Regions from separate parts of the Mus musculus genome. Here all the other regions are linked to region 1. Evidence: chromatin contacts called from public ChIA-PET and HiChIP or PLAC-seq data. All regions are on one chromosome and are shown on one strand. Each heading gives the region's core, a stretch centred on a gene start, on an enhancer-like site or on the middle of the called end of the contact. The rest is flanking DNA. Distances are from core to core; before and after follow the strand shown. Region 1 holds the start of Mettl26 (methyltransferase like 26). Region 2 holds the start of Rgs11 (regulator of G-protein signaling 11). Region 3 overlaps Axin1 (axin 1).

Region 1 (4,282 bases), core at 768-3,267:
GCTGTTCTCTAACGCAGCCTCCCTGTGGGGAAGGGGAAGCAAGAAGATCAATCTAGGGCTGTCATCAGTCTCCCTATTTCCTGGTTTTTTGTTTGTTTATTTTTCAGACAGGGTTTCTCTGTGTGCTGAGACTAAATGTGTATATGCTACGCGATGCTTTAGGAACTAGTTTTGGCCGGCGTGGTGGCGCATGCCTTTAATCCCAGCACTCAGGAGGCAGAGGCAGGCAGATTTCTGAGTTCGAGGCCAGCCTGGTCTACAAAGTGAGCTCCAGGACAGGCAGGGCTATACAGAGAAACCCTGTCTCGAAAAACCAAAAAAAAAAAAAAAAAAAAGAATTAATTTTGATTCTTTGTTTTGTTTTGTTTGTTTTGTTTTCCAGACAGTTTCTCTCACTGTGGACTAGCCTCTGACTCTCCAGTACCACCACCAACAGGCCCCAGTTGAAATTTAAGTAGCTCCCTGGCTGTCCCAGGCCCTCTTCCAGGGGCTCTCCTTGAGACAGGGCATGTTTAGAACAGTGTTGCACTTTGATGGAGAGAAAGAATCATCCACGACCTCTCCTGAACTTGGACATATGGAAGATGCTCACACCCCCAGCTCCTCTGCCCAAAATCCCACGAATAATCTATGGGAAAAGCAAGCCAGGTATGCAGAGGCTGAGGCTGTAAAAGGGAGAGTCTGACTCAGGTCCAGTCAAGGTCACTACCAATGTCAGACATCCATAACCATCTGTCAGGGGCTGCTCAGAGTGGGTGAGGGGTTGGACTTCAGGACTTTCCCCGAGTCTGGACTGATAACTTTTCAGAGGCATTTCTAGAGTGGCCACCCTATATCTCATCCTTGGGCCATGTCACTCACATAGTTTAACAGTTTGACTACACTCACACCCCTGGTCACTCCGGCTGAATAGACACCTCAAACACAGCCCCAAGCAGGAGCCATGTTTAACCCTGAGCTCCATGATGTAGTATGGGGCAGAGTAGCCCACGCAACCTTTGAACTAACTGTTGGCAATCAAGCGTGAACGTCTCGGACATTTTCTAAAATCCAGCCCCTGTGAGAAATGAACCACTTCAAACCACACAAAGGTGAGAATCAGAGAAGTACCCTTGTCCGTGCACTTGTCGCTTCGAATTTCATTTCAATAGTCACTGACCGCCTCCTGCTATCTATCCGTGGACCTCGAGCTAATGCCAGCCGTCTCAGCGTCACACAAAGCTCATCTGAGCCCAAAGTGTCCCAGACCCGAGGATTCCTGCATCTGGGTTCCCCAAGCTCCATTCTGTTACCGCCCATGCCCACAAGGCTTGGCTTGTTGAACCTCAGGACCTGAGCGCGACCTCAGGCTTCCAAGAGATCGCGACCGCTATGGTTTCCATGGCGCAGAACCAAATCCTGTCTATAAATCTCACGGTACCCACATTTTCTCCTTTCCCTTGGACGACAGCAACAACACTTTGGGATCTGGTGGGATATGTTGTTCTGCAAACGCTTGCCAATAGAGAAACGGAGCGCAACAGAAAAGACACAGGCATAATGCTGTTACATTAACATGCTTGCGTCACAATTCGTATGCCCTACGGACTGCAGTCTCGCTCAACAGCGCCGCTGGTGTAGTGGTATCATGCAAGATTCCCATTCTTGCGACCCGGGTTCGATTCCCGGGCGGCGCATGTTCTTTTTATTTTCCCGTTCATCTCTGAAAAGGAAGGATGCCTTGCAATCTTAAACACCATTCCAAAAAAGGTGAGGCGCAAACGCAACAAATGAGCTTTTAAACAAATACAGCTGAAAGACTCCAGGAAACCATAGCCTCTACTCGAGCCTTGTTCCTTGTCCGAAGTCACCGCTAAATCCCGGCCGCCGGAATCAGTTTCCCGCAGATGCAAACCCTTTTAGGAGTTGAGAGGCCTCCTAACAGTTATACTGTTGCAAGCGGCTGGCCCTTTCGACCACAACTCCCGTAGTGCCCCGCGCAGGAGCTGGACCACAGCTCCCGTGGTGCCCCGCGCGCATTCTGGCTGGGGCTGGCCGCACCGCTGCGATGATGATGGCTGCGGCTGCTGAGAGAAACAAGGAGCCCATCCTGTCCGTACTCCGCCAGTATGTGGATCCTGCCCAGCGCTGTGTTCGCGTGCTCGAGGTGGCCTCGGGCTCTGGACAGCACGCGGCACACTTTGCACAGGCCTTCCCGAATGCCGAGTGGCAGCCGTCGGACGTGGACCAACGCTGCCTGGACAGGTGCGGCGGCGCGGTGTCTTTCCCTTGCGGCCGCTTGGGGCTGAGTGAACGGCGGGGCTGGCAGACCGGAAATCAGGACAGGCCTAGGTTTGGGTGCCAGACTGAGGTAGTAGAAGCAATGGGCTGTAGGGTCGACAAAGATACCCGCTTGCTGCTCCTCAGGACTTTCCCCCCACACCCCGATCACTGAGGGGCCTCGTCAGCCCTTGCCCATGCGCTGCTGCTCTCCACAGCATTGCCGCCACCACCCGAGCCCAAGGGTTGTCCAATGTGAAGGCTCCGCTGTACCTGGACGTGACCTGGGAGTGGGAGCAATGGGGCGGCATCCCACCCCGATCGCTGGACCTGTTGCTCTGCATCAATATGATCCACATCAGCCCCCTGAACTGCACAGAGGTGGGGACCACTGTGGAGCCCAGCTTTCACGTTGCAAAGAGGAAAGCATGAGTCTCCAGCTCCCGGCTTACTGTGCCCTACTTGCCTTCCTCTGCAGGGGCTCTTTAGAGCAGCAGGACACCTGCTCAAAACCAAGGCTGTGCTGATCACCTACGGGGTGAGTGACCCTACCTTAAGACACCCCTATCAGCCTTGGGTGTTTCCCCACTCTTGAAGCCCAGGGCCCGGGACCTAGCTAGCCCTTTTCCTTCTTGAGTGCAGAAAAAAGTTATTCTTTCTATACTCCTATGGAAAGAACTCCATCCTATCCTGCAAACTAGCTGTGTGGGAACGACTGACTTTGGGCCTATGTATTGTGTCTTGTTCTCACAGCCCTATGCCGTCAATGGGAAGATCTCTCCCCAGAGCAACGTGGACTTTGACCTGACCCTCAGATGCAGGTCAGATCTGGCTAGGAGGTAGCTTGGCTCAGAGAGAGGGTAGGCGGGATCATAACCTCAACTCTGCAAATGCCTTCTACCTTCCTCCCCAACTGCAGGAACCCAGAGTGGGGGCTTCGTGACACAGTCCTTCTGGAGGAACTAGGCCAGGCCAGTGGCTTGGTCCTGGAGAGGATGGTAGGCAGGGCGATGTGGGGGTGGGGAGCCTCCCTGTGATTAAGAGTCACTCCAGCCTGGCATGGTGGCGCACGCCTGTAATCCCAGCACTTGGGAGGCAGAGTGAGTTCCAGGACAGCCAAGGCTACACAGAGAAACCCTGTCTCGAAAAAACCAAAAACAACAACAACAAAAAAAAAACCAAGTCACTCCAGCAAAGCGTTTTTCCAGGTGGACATGCCAGCCAACAACAAGTGCCTGATTTTTCGGAAAGAATAGCATCTCTGTCAAAAGTTGTCACGGTACAAGCTAGACCTCAGCCCCTCCCTCAGTCCTTGGGATAAATTAGCCCCTCCTGGTCTGGTGGCCACAGGGCTGTAGAGAACCTGTTCTGAAGGGGCCTTAAAATAAATCCTTTCCAGCCCACTGTGGGCTATCTATACCACATTGCTTGCTGGGAATACCTGGGAGAGGGCGAAAGGGGACCGGTCTGGGAGATGATTAGGGCTTGGGGTGGGTGTAGCTGAAGCAGGACTGAGCTGACTTTCTCCTATGTCCCTGGAGACAAGCTTGTATGTCTGTCTGAGGGCTCCCAAGAGTGAGTTGGTGCTACTTGGTGACCTCAACTAGGAACTGGAAGCTCCATCTACTGGAAGGATTCCAACTGAATAGATAGGGCTGGTGGGGGTGCGGTGGAGACAGTGCTGGTGGGGGTGAGGAGTGGGGTGGAGATAGTGTTGGTGGGAGTGGGGTGGAGATGGTGCTGGTGGGGGTGGGAGTGGGGTGGAGATGGTGCTGGTGGGGGTGGGGAGTGGGGTGGAGATAGTGTTGGTGGGAGTGGGGTGGAGATGGTGCTGGTGGGGGTGGGGGTGGGGGCGCTGCAGCTAGAAGGGACCCAGAGGCTATGACTCCCACAGGCAAGGACATTTATTCAGCAGGAAGGAGGGCAGGGATGGGGATCGTGCATAAAACTAGTCTTGGAAGCGGTTGAGCAGTTCACAAGCCTTCTTCTCGAGCAGTTCCACAATCTTCTTGACTCGCTTCTC
Region 2 (4,282 bases), core at 937-3,436, 330 kb after region 1:
CCTTTGGGTGTCTAGGGACAGGGGTCTCAATAAGATGCTGCCCACTGCCCTCCAACCTTAGGATTGCCTCTCACCGGAAGAAGCCCCAGCCCCACCTACAGGAGAGGCCGCAGCCTCCCGGCTGGACACACTCCTTTCCTCCTCGCTCCCTTCCCTAGAAGGGTCTGCGTGGAATAAAGTCCTACGCCCGGCCAGAATACATACACGCCACGAGGTCCCCACGCGCCCTAAAGTTGCCGCGGGGAATGACCCCCAACCGTGCCGCTCCCTTGCTGCCCCCCGGCGCACGTGGCCGCCGCCCGACTCGGGCGCTCACCTCGGGCGCACAGCGCCAGCCGGAGCAGCTCCAACAGCTGCTCCCCCAGCTCACACGCGTCCAGGCCCAGCATGGTAGCCGCGGCCCGCCGCGGAGCCGCCGCCCGCTCGGCTCAGCCCCGGCGCGACTGCGGTGAGCTCATCCCGGCCGGGAGCGCCCCCCGCGCCCAGCGCCGCGCCCGCGCCGCGCGCCCCCAGCCGCTCCGCGGACCCCGCGCAGCCCGCAGAGACGCGCGTTTCGTCCGCACCGCGCCGGAACCCGGTCGTCCCTGCCGCGCCCGGCGCCGGGACGCGTCGCCAGGGACCCAGAGCTGCCCCACCCCCACGTGGAGTCGGGTCCCCCGGGATCCCCTGGGCGGGGCGTGCTGGCCAGGGACGCCAAGTGGAACAGGTGCGACGCCCCCACGTCCCTGGACTCCCATTATCAGCAAGCGGCGCAGGACACACCTGGAGCCCCCCCCCCTCCGCCCGCAACCCTCCACCTGCTCCCTCCCTCTTGTCTGGGTAAAGGGGACTCCTGGGGCCTATCAGCCTCCAGCTGGGCCACACCCTGTTGGTTCTTGGTACCCACACACTGAAGTGCAGTCCGGGCCACACAGACTCAAGATCTCTTAAAGCTTATTGGTACAGACTGTGAATGTGGGGGGCGGGGAGGGGCGGATGTCTGTGGGGACCTGGGACCCAGACAATTCTGCAGGTTCCTAGACTGGGAAAAAACTAAAGAAACAGAAAGTAGATGCTGAGGGATTTCTTAATCTTGACGTCCAGAGGAGACCTAGGGATGGAAGGGAATGTTGGTTAGTTAAGGCAGGTGACTGGTGAGCTGGGCCTTCAGCTGAGGACCGCAGAACCAAAGGCCTGGATCAGCTTAAGGAAGAAGTAGTGCAAAGCAGTTTCTTGCATTTCTGGGCGTATCCAAGCAGCAGGCTCACCTTTGTTTTGCTGTGCCAACCATGAATGCTGAAGTATTGGGCTAGTGACTACACTGTCCACCACCTTTCCAAAGCAAGATCCTGCAAGGAGGCCCAAGATGCCTGGGAGATGCCCCTGTGCCCTTTGGCAAGTGTGTAATGTTAGACACTGGGGATAGTTTCAGCTGCCAGCAGCCTGCAACCTCTAGAACTGCCTATTCACCCAGGGAGGACAGCTGGCCTGGGGCCAGCCTGACCTTGTGTTTAAGTGAAGTAGGACTGGGAGAAGGCTGGGATCTTTGGGTGATGTACCATATCTGGTTAGGACACCTTTCCAGTCACTCTGATTCATTGGATAAACTCAAATGCCATGTTGAAGGTTCCTGGTCTCAGTAAGGCCAATTACCCCTCCTGTGGCCCCTGGCATTCCTAGGGTAGGGAAGAGAAAGAGGGCATCCGATCTTCAGAAAAGAAGAAACAACCCACTCGTGACTTTAATAAATGGATCAATGACCTGCCAGGTGAGGCTTCCATCATACAAACCCTATGGCTCTACATACCTGTCATATCTGTGAAAAGATACTCTTAGGTCCAGTCAAGCCACACCCTTGACCCCACAACCCTGACTACGCTGGTCTCTGCACTCCTTGCTGGTCCACAAATGGAGTTGAGACTTCAGGACCCTAAACCACTGTTTCCAACCTGATCTATCTGGCTACACTCTGTCCTATTCCAGAGCTTCAGTGACAAGTCCCATCTCTGAGACCAAGCCCTGAGGCAAGTAAGCCACCAGACTAAGGCTCGTCTGCTTTGCAGGCATCTGAGGTTTCAGGATGTCCACACTGCAGGCTATCCCAAGTCACATCTTGCGAGGGCTCAGGCATCTCTGTGGTTCGAGAACCCGTGTATCTCATGGGTCTCGAGGCTCACACGGTTAACCTTAGCGGGCGGGGCCGGCATGGGGCGGGGCGTTTCCTCTCGGGAGGTCCGCCATGGCCATGGTTACCCGCTGCACACCCCACGGCGGGTGCTCCCGAATGCAGAGACCGCATCTCAGCAAGGTGGGCCCTCGGCCTGTGGGCATAGAGTTTGGGCAGGAGAGAGGGCATGGAACGCGGCAGGTGAGGGGGGGGGGCGGTGAACAGACCCAGGAAACCATTGGGAGCTCATAATAACAGCACTGGGTAGCTGGGGTCCTGGCCTTTACTGCCTCAGTCTGTTGTCCCTGCGTAGGTGATCTGGGGAACCTGGGGGCAAGTGTGTGCGATCTGAGTCACTCCCCTCACCCCACACCCACCCCCGCGTTCGCTCTCAGATGGAGCGGGTAGTCGTGAGTATGCAGGACCCTGACCAAGGCGTGAAGATGCGGAGCCAGCGCCTTCTGATCACTGTCATTCCCCACGCGGTAGCGGGTGAGGCTCGTGGACACCCTGGGGGAGCAGGGCGCCGCGGTCTCCGCCCACTTCGCTTCTCCTGTGTAGGCAGAGACCTCGTGGAATGGCTGGTTCAGAAGTTCTGCATCTTGGAGGATGGTGAGAGTCGGCGCACCGCGGCTTGGGGCGGGGACTGGCAGAGCGCTCACTTTCCTTCTCCTTAGAAGCCCTGCACCTGGGCACACTCCTGGCGCAGCACGGCTACATCTACCCACTGCGTGAGTCCCGAGACCTGACACTCAGGCCGGACGAGACCCCCTACAGGTTCCAGGTCAGGCCCCGGGTTGCAGGGTGCACCCCTACTTAGGGAGGGTGGAGCTTACTGGGGTTGGAGCGGGACGTTGTGACATCACTAGAACGAACCCGCCTCCTCCCCACAAAAATCTGGACTGAGGCAAATCCAGGGAGCTTCAACTTTCTGGTGCTGCAGCACTCACGCAAAGGTCTGCGGGGCATTCAGCTGGGGTCCCAGCAGGTCTCATCCTTGAAATTTTCTCTACCTGGTGTAGTGATAGGATCCCTGCATCTCAGTGTGTGAGTCCAGGCCAACCCAAGCTCAGGTTCCACTGGCATTCCGAGTCAGGGAGGTAGTCCTTTTACAGGACCCGGAGTTCCAGGTAGAAAGAATGGGCAGTGGTAGCGCACACCTTTAATCCCAGCACTCAAGAGGCAGAGGCAGGAGGGTCTCTGTTTGAGGCCACCCTGGTTTAACAGAATGAGTTCCAGGACAGCCCAGGCTACACGGAGAAACTCTGTTTCAACCCCCACTTCTCCCAAAAGAGAATGAGCAGTGGTCAGCTGGAGCATCTCATAAGGATGCACCCTCTGACGTCACTGCTGGGTGCTATGAGCTGGTGGGCGGTACTTGGGAGAGAAATGGGAATGTCTTTGGATGTCATTTTCCCTGCACAACACAAGACACCCTACTTTTGGACAAGCACTATGTGGCCAGCTGCTGAGCTAGACTATGGTAAGTGGGATGCGTGTACATCCAGACTGGGAATGGGTGGTCCCAGGGCAAGGCCATGGGGTTAACAGTGATGGCCCTCTGCATTATGTTCCTGTCCTTCCAGCCATCTATCTGGCTAAGAAGAACATCCAAAAACAAGGGGCTTTAGTGGACTATGAGAAGGTAAGCCCTCCAGCAGGCTAAGTCCAGCAAAGACTCACCCCTTGAGCCAGAGCATGCAGCCTAGGCTACTAGATAATCCACACATACCCCTGCCCACTCACTGCAGCCTCACTGGGAAGGGCCCCAGACGGGGAGGCTTAGGGTTCCCAGAAGGGGAGGCAGCCTCTGTTTAAGCCCAATGGGTTGGGATGGTTTCTGTACCATTAACTCCCTGCAGTGTCCTTGAGAGCTGAGGCCCATATTCCAGAGGTAGGCCTGTGTGGGGGTTAGCAACTCCACCCATTGGATACCCTGCTGCCCTGCAGGAACATTATGCCCTGCTGCACAAGAAGATCAACCATGCATGGGATCTGGTATTGATGCAGGCTCGAGAGCAGCTGCGGTGAGACACCACACCACAGCTGGTGGGACACAGAGCTCAGAATGTTCAGGGTGTCGCCGAGCTGGTCTCTGGCAGCCTTGGGACCAAGAACATGACGTCACAGGTTCCA
Region 3 (4,282 bases), core at 1,453-3,952, 290 kb after region 1:
TTAGAGTGAGATGTTCCCTCTTGCCCTTCTAGTATCATCGTCACTGGTTCTTCTGTAGTTCTGAAGCCTTGTGTGAGAAGATAAACTCTTGGAAGAAGAGGTATCTTGGGAAACTAGGGTATAGCATAGGGAATGTGGAGTGAAAGATACACATGATGATCTAATGAGATGGACACAGTCAGAACCCAGACATCACCACCTTCCATGAGTGGGTACGCATTATAACATGGATAAATAACAGTTGTCATCCATGGGTGGACAGCATCAGGATATCCAAAAACATGCTTTTTTTTGGATGGGGTTTCTCTGTAGTTCTGGCTGTCCTGGAACTTAATTGTAGACAGCTTCTGTCTGCCACATGCTGAGATTAAAGACTAAAGGCATGCACCAACATGCCTGGCAACAGCATGCTCTTTTCTGTGAGTGGATATGCATCTGAGCATTGGTAGCATGCTGTCATTCACAAGTGGACAGTGTTAGGACATTAATGATATGCTATCATGCCTTCTGTTCTTTGATGTCAGTTGCCTTCATCTATTTGGGACTATAGACTGAGTATTATCTCTTTGTTGTTCTGGAGCCACAGCTTGTCTGAGTCATTACATGCATGTTAGCAACGTGGGCTCCTGTCGTTGCATTTGGGAGGGGACTGAGACTCTATGGGATTAGTGGTTCTGAGCCTAGAAGACAGTGTTCATTACTCCTGCATGTGCACCTTATATTTGCTGTTTGCTGTTCTCAGGGTTAGATGTAGGCTGGTGTTGAGGGCAGGAATGTAGCTGAGGGTAGTCTCTTACCAAAGTCAAGTGTAGATCTGGGTTCAGCTAGGAATGATGAGCTTCAGGGACAGTTCTGGAGACAATGCCTGCAAGTAGTATGGTCAAGTCTACTTGCCTGCTCCCTGTTTGGCTTCAAGGATGACTTCTGCACATTGTAAGACATGGTCCTCACCACTGCTGTCTGAGCTCCAGAGACCTCATAAAGAGCCAACGACTAGTGGATAAACTCATCCCATTTGAATTGCATCTCTAGGACTTAGGTGGCCAAAGACACTGGACTCGGGTGGGGTGATCCTAAGAGTTAGACAGGCCTTCTCCTCTAGCCCTAAGCCATCTGTTCAGCCCAGGATGTCCCACTTGGCTTAAGACAGATTTGTTCCTATGTAACAGGGCAGGGAGCTGGGACAGTAGAGACAAGCCCTAGGAGAGGATACATTTGCTGGTTCTTAGCTTATGCTCATTTTGGGCAGCAAGGTAGGCAGAGTTTAGGCCAAGGCTACCAGCATAAGAGCTCAAGGCCTCTGATTCTCAGAAGTATTCCATCATCAGTCATAACAAATTAAAGCCAGTAGAGCCCTTGCTTCTACCTATGGGTATTAGGTTGCTTTCTCAGGAGACTGAGGCAATCAAGTGATCACTCATTACAGGAGAGGAGGGGAGGGGAGGGGAGGGAGAGAGGGAGAGAATGAGAGTGAGAGAACAAATGAACCAAAACAAACAGCAGCAACAAAAACCAGTGCTTCATGCTGGACCTGGTGTAGTACATACCTCTTAGGAGGCTGAGACAGAAGAATAATGAGTTTAAGGCTAATTTGGGCTGTATATTGAAGCCTTATCTCTAAACAAAAAAACAAAACAAAACAAGGATCTGGAGAGATGGCTCAGCTATTAAAAAGAGTATTGGCTACTCTTCTGGAGGACCCTGCTTCAACTCACAACTATCTGTAACTCCAGTCCTAGGGAATCAATAACCCTTTCTGACTTATACAGACAACAGACATGCATGTGCTTACACGAAGGCAAAGCACCCATATGCATAAATAATTTTAAAACTGTGTGTGTATAATGTATACATATATATGTGTACACACACACACACACACACACACACCTCTTCCCCTGGCACTTAGCCACATCCCAGTCCTACTTGCCCATTAAAGGATATGCTGAAAAGGTTGGTTGTAAGCTCTGCTTTTTCTTTTTTCCCTTTCCTTTCCTTTCCTTTCCTTTCCTTCCCTTCCCTTTCCCTTTCCCTTTCCCTTTCCCTTTCTCTTTTTTCCCTTTTCCCTTTTCCCTTTTCCCTTTTCCCTTTTCCCTTTTCCTTTCCCTTTCCCCCTTTCCCCCTTTCCCCCTTTCCCTCTTTCTCTCTTTCTCTCTTTCTTTCTTTCTTTCTTTCTTTCTTTCTTTCTTTCTTTCTTTCTTTCTTTCTTTCTTAGAACTGGGTGGTAACTGTATATACCTTTAATCTTAGCTCTTGGGAGGCAGGGGCAGATGGATCTATAAGTTTGAGGAAACAGAAATTTTGCCTCAAAAAACAAGAGAGAGGGAGAGAGAGAGACAGAGACAAAGACACCCTGACTGACAGACTGACTCTGTTAGGGTTTTATTGATGTGAAGAGACACCATGACCATGGTAACTCTTATAAAGGAAAATATTTAATTGGGGCTGGCTTGCAGTTTCAGAGGTTTAAATCTGTTATATCATCATGTCGAGAAGATGATGGTAGTATGCAGGCAGGCATGGTATTTGAGCAGGAACTGAGAGTTCTACATCTTCATCCTCAGGCAGTAAGGAGGAAATTGTGGGTTTCATACTGAGCTGAGCTTGAGCTTTTAAGACCTCAAAACCCTGCCTTCACAGTGGCACACTTCCTCTAACAAGGTCACATCTCATAAGGCCACTCCCTATGGCTAAGCGTTCAAACACATAACTATGGAGGCCATTCCTGTTCAAACCAATATACACATACTCACCCACTCCACACACACATGGGGAGAGGGGGGAGGGAAGATACTGAGACTGACTCTTTGTAGTTCTGCCTGCCCTGGAACTCACTATGTAGATAGACTAGGCTGGCCTTGAGCTCACAAAGATCCTCCTATCTCTCTCTCTCTCTCTCTCCTAAGTGCTGTGACTAAAGTATGTGCCTCGGTGCCCATTCAGACCTGGCTTTTTATGTGTGATGAACTCAGGTCCTCATGCTTGCACAGTAGTTGTTTTATAGTTGAACTATCTCCCTAGCCCTAAGATCAGTATTTTCATTGACCCATATTAGAAGTTATCCTAGGAAACCTGAAGAGCATTAGTCACCAAGTAGCTTCTAGCTGGGAGAGACAAGTGAATCAGGTATTGAGATGCCATAGCTGTGTCAAATGTGGGTTTGGTTCCCAGCACTAATATCAGGAAGTTCATAACTCCTTGTAACTTCAGTTTTAGGAGCTACAGTATCTTCTTCTTGGTTCCGTAGGCACGAGGTATACACATGGTGCAAATGCATAGTGTCCACTCTGGGTTGGCCATCGGTAACCAGAGTACCTCTCACAATAGCCTGAATACCAGCTAATACTGGTGTTACAAGGACTGGGAAAGAAACACTGAGTGCTCAGGATACTGTGCCAGGGCATGTTGCTGAGGCAAGGTGGGCAGAGGCCGAGTGAATGGAATGCTGGAGCATAACTGAAGCTCAGGCTAAAAACATCCAAGAACTACAGAGTTTGACTTGGTATGAAGTGTGAGATGTAGATCAAAGTTCATTCTTTGGGTCTGTGCATGTCTAGGTATCATAGCACCATTTATTGAAAAGACTGCCTTTTCTCTATCAGTTTGCTTTTGTACTTTTGTCAAGAGTAAGTTGGGCATGTTTGCATGGATTCCACTAAGCTTTTATTTTGAGGACTTGGAAAAGTGCAGAGGGCTGACTGTAGAAGTGCAGCGGGCTGACTATAGTGATATACACCTATAACACATACTCCTGCCACTTCTGCATACTTGTAGGTGGGTTAGTGTACATGGATGGTCAAAGGGAGGCCTATTCCCTTAGAAACAATTTGGATATTCCTTCTCTTACACTGAGGGTACAGTACAGAGTGCCTGACAGTCAAGTACAGTCTATGGCTTACTGCTTAGTGTGCCCTAACCCTAGGATCTAAGATCCAAACAGACGAACCTCTCAAATAGCTTCATTTTTGGTATTTCCTAATTTACTAACTTGAGGTGCGGTGAGTAGTGCTATTGAAAGCCATCAGTGTATAGCCGTGGCTGCCGGGACCCCCCCCCCCTTTTTTTTAAAGATTTATTTATTTTATGTATATGAGTACATTGTAGCTGTACATATGGTTGTGAGCCTTCATGTGGTTTTTGGGTATTGAATTTAGGACCTCTGCTCACTCTGGTCAGCCCTGCTCACTCAGGCCCAAAGATTTATTAATTTTTATATCTTAAGTACACTGTAGCTGTCTTCAGATGCACCAGAAGAGGGCATTAGATCTCATTATGGGTGGTT

What was found. ChIA-PET counts read pairs in DNA pulled down with a chosen protein or histone mark. HiChIP or PLAC-seq counts read pairs in DNA pulled down with a chosen protein or histone mark.
Region 2: an H3K4me3 HiChIP or PLAC-seq map of embryonic stem cells shows a contact between it and region 1, with 6 times the contacts expected there. The contact joins the promoter of Rgs11 here to the promoter of Mettl26 in region 1. A contact is called at or near these places in 8 of 39 promoter capture datasets (3T3-L1-derived adipocytes, HPC-7-derived erythroid cells, embryonic stem cells and 4 more), 3 of 115 datasets of contacts at active chromatin or transcription factors (embryonic stem cells and memory CD8 T cells) and 1 of 9 other capture datasets (pancreatic islet).
Region 3: a contact with region 1 is called in an RNA polymerase II ChIA-PET map of memory CD8 T cells, with 21 read pairs. The contact joins the enhancer-like site here to the promoter of Mettl26 in region 1. A contact is called at or near these places in 6 of 39 promoter capture datasets (3T3-L1-derived adipocytes, the HPC-7 cell line, embryonic stem cells and 3 more), 2 of 115 datasets of contacts at active chromatin or transcription factors (the 230-238 cell line and memory CD8 T cells) and 2 of 9 other capture datasets (adipose tissue and pancreatic islet).

Annotation. Positions count from the first base shown.
Region 1 is chr17:25,873,483-25,877,764 of GRCm38.p6, forward strand. Mettl26 (methyltransferase like 26) reads left to right here and starts at 2,018. Exons shown (of 6, transcript NM_026686.2): 1 at 2,018-2,244; 2 at 2,478-2,640; 3 at 2,738-2,797; 4 at 3,013-3,080; 5 at 3,179-3,257; 6 at 3,468-3,681. The coding sequence starts at 2,048. The coding sequence ends at 3,515. n-TGccc7 (a tRNA gene) reads left to right here and starts at 1,606; the gene lies at 1,606-1,676. It overlaps Wfikkn1 (WAP, FS, Ig, KU, and NTR-containing protein 1), which reads right to left. Exons shown (of 2, transcript NM_001100454.1): 2 at 4,146-4,282. The coding sequence ends at 4,208.
Region 2 is chr17:26,200,755-26,205,036 of GRCm38.p6, forward strand. It overlaps Rgs11 (regulator of G-protein signaling 11), which reads left to right and starts at 2,187. Exons shown (of 17, transcript NM_001081069.2): 1 at 2,187-2,287; 2 at 2,542-2,638; 3 at 2,708-2,758; 4 at 2,824-2,930; 5 at 3,578-3,629; 6 at 3,733-3,791; 7 at 4,097-4,173. The coding sequence starts at 2,219. It overlaps Arhgdig (Rho GDP dissociation inhibitor (GDI) gamma), which reads right to left and starts at 596. Exons shown (of 6, transcript NM_008113.3): 1 at 317-596. The coding sequence starts at 389.
Region 3 is chr17:26,165,574-26,169,855 of GRCm38.p6, forward strand. The region is part of intron 2 of Axin1 (axin 1); the gene reads left to right. Among named protein-coding and RNA genes, the nearest start is that of Gm46600, 29 kb to the left of the region's middle. Within about 2 kb of position 2,703, at least 95 of the 459 cell types and tissues checked have an H3K27ac peak or open chromatin away from gene starts, as enhancers often do. A contact at or near this core is called in the 230-238 cell line, the HPC-7 cell line, adipose tissue and 2 more, where this site is marked.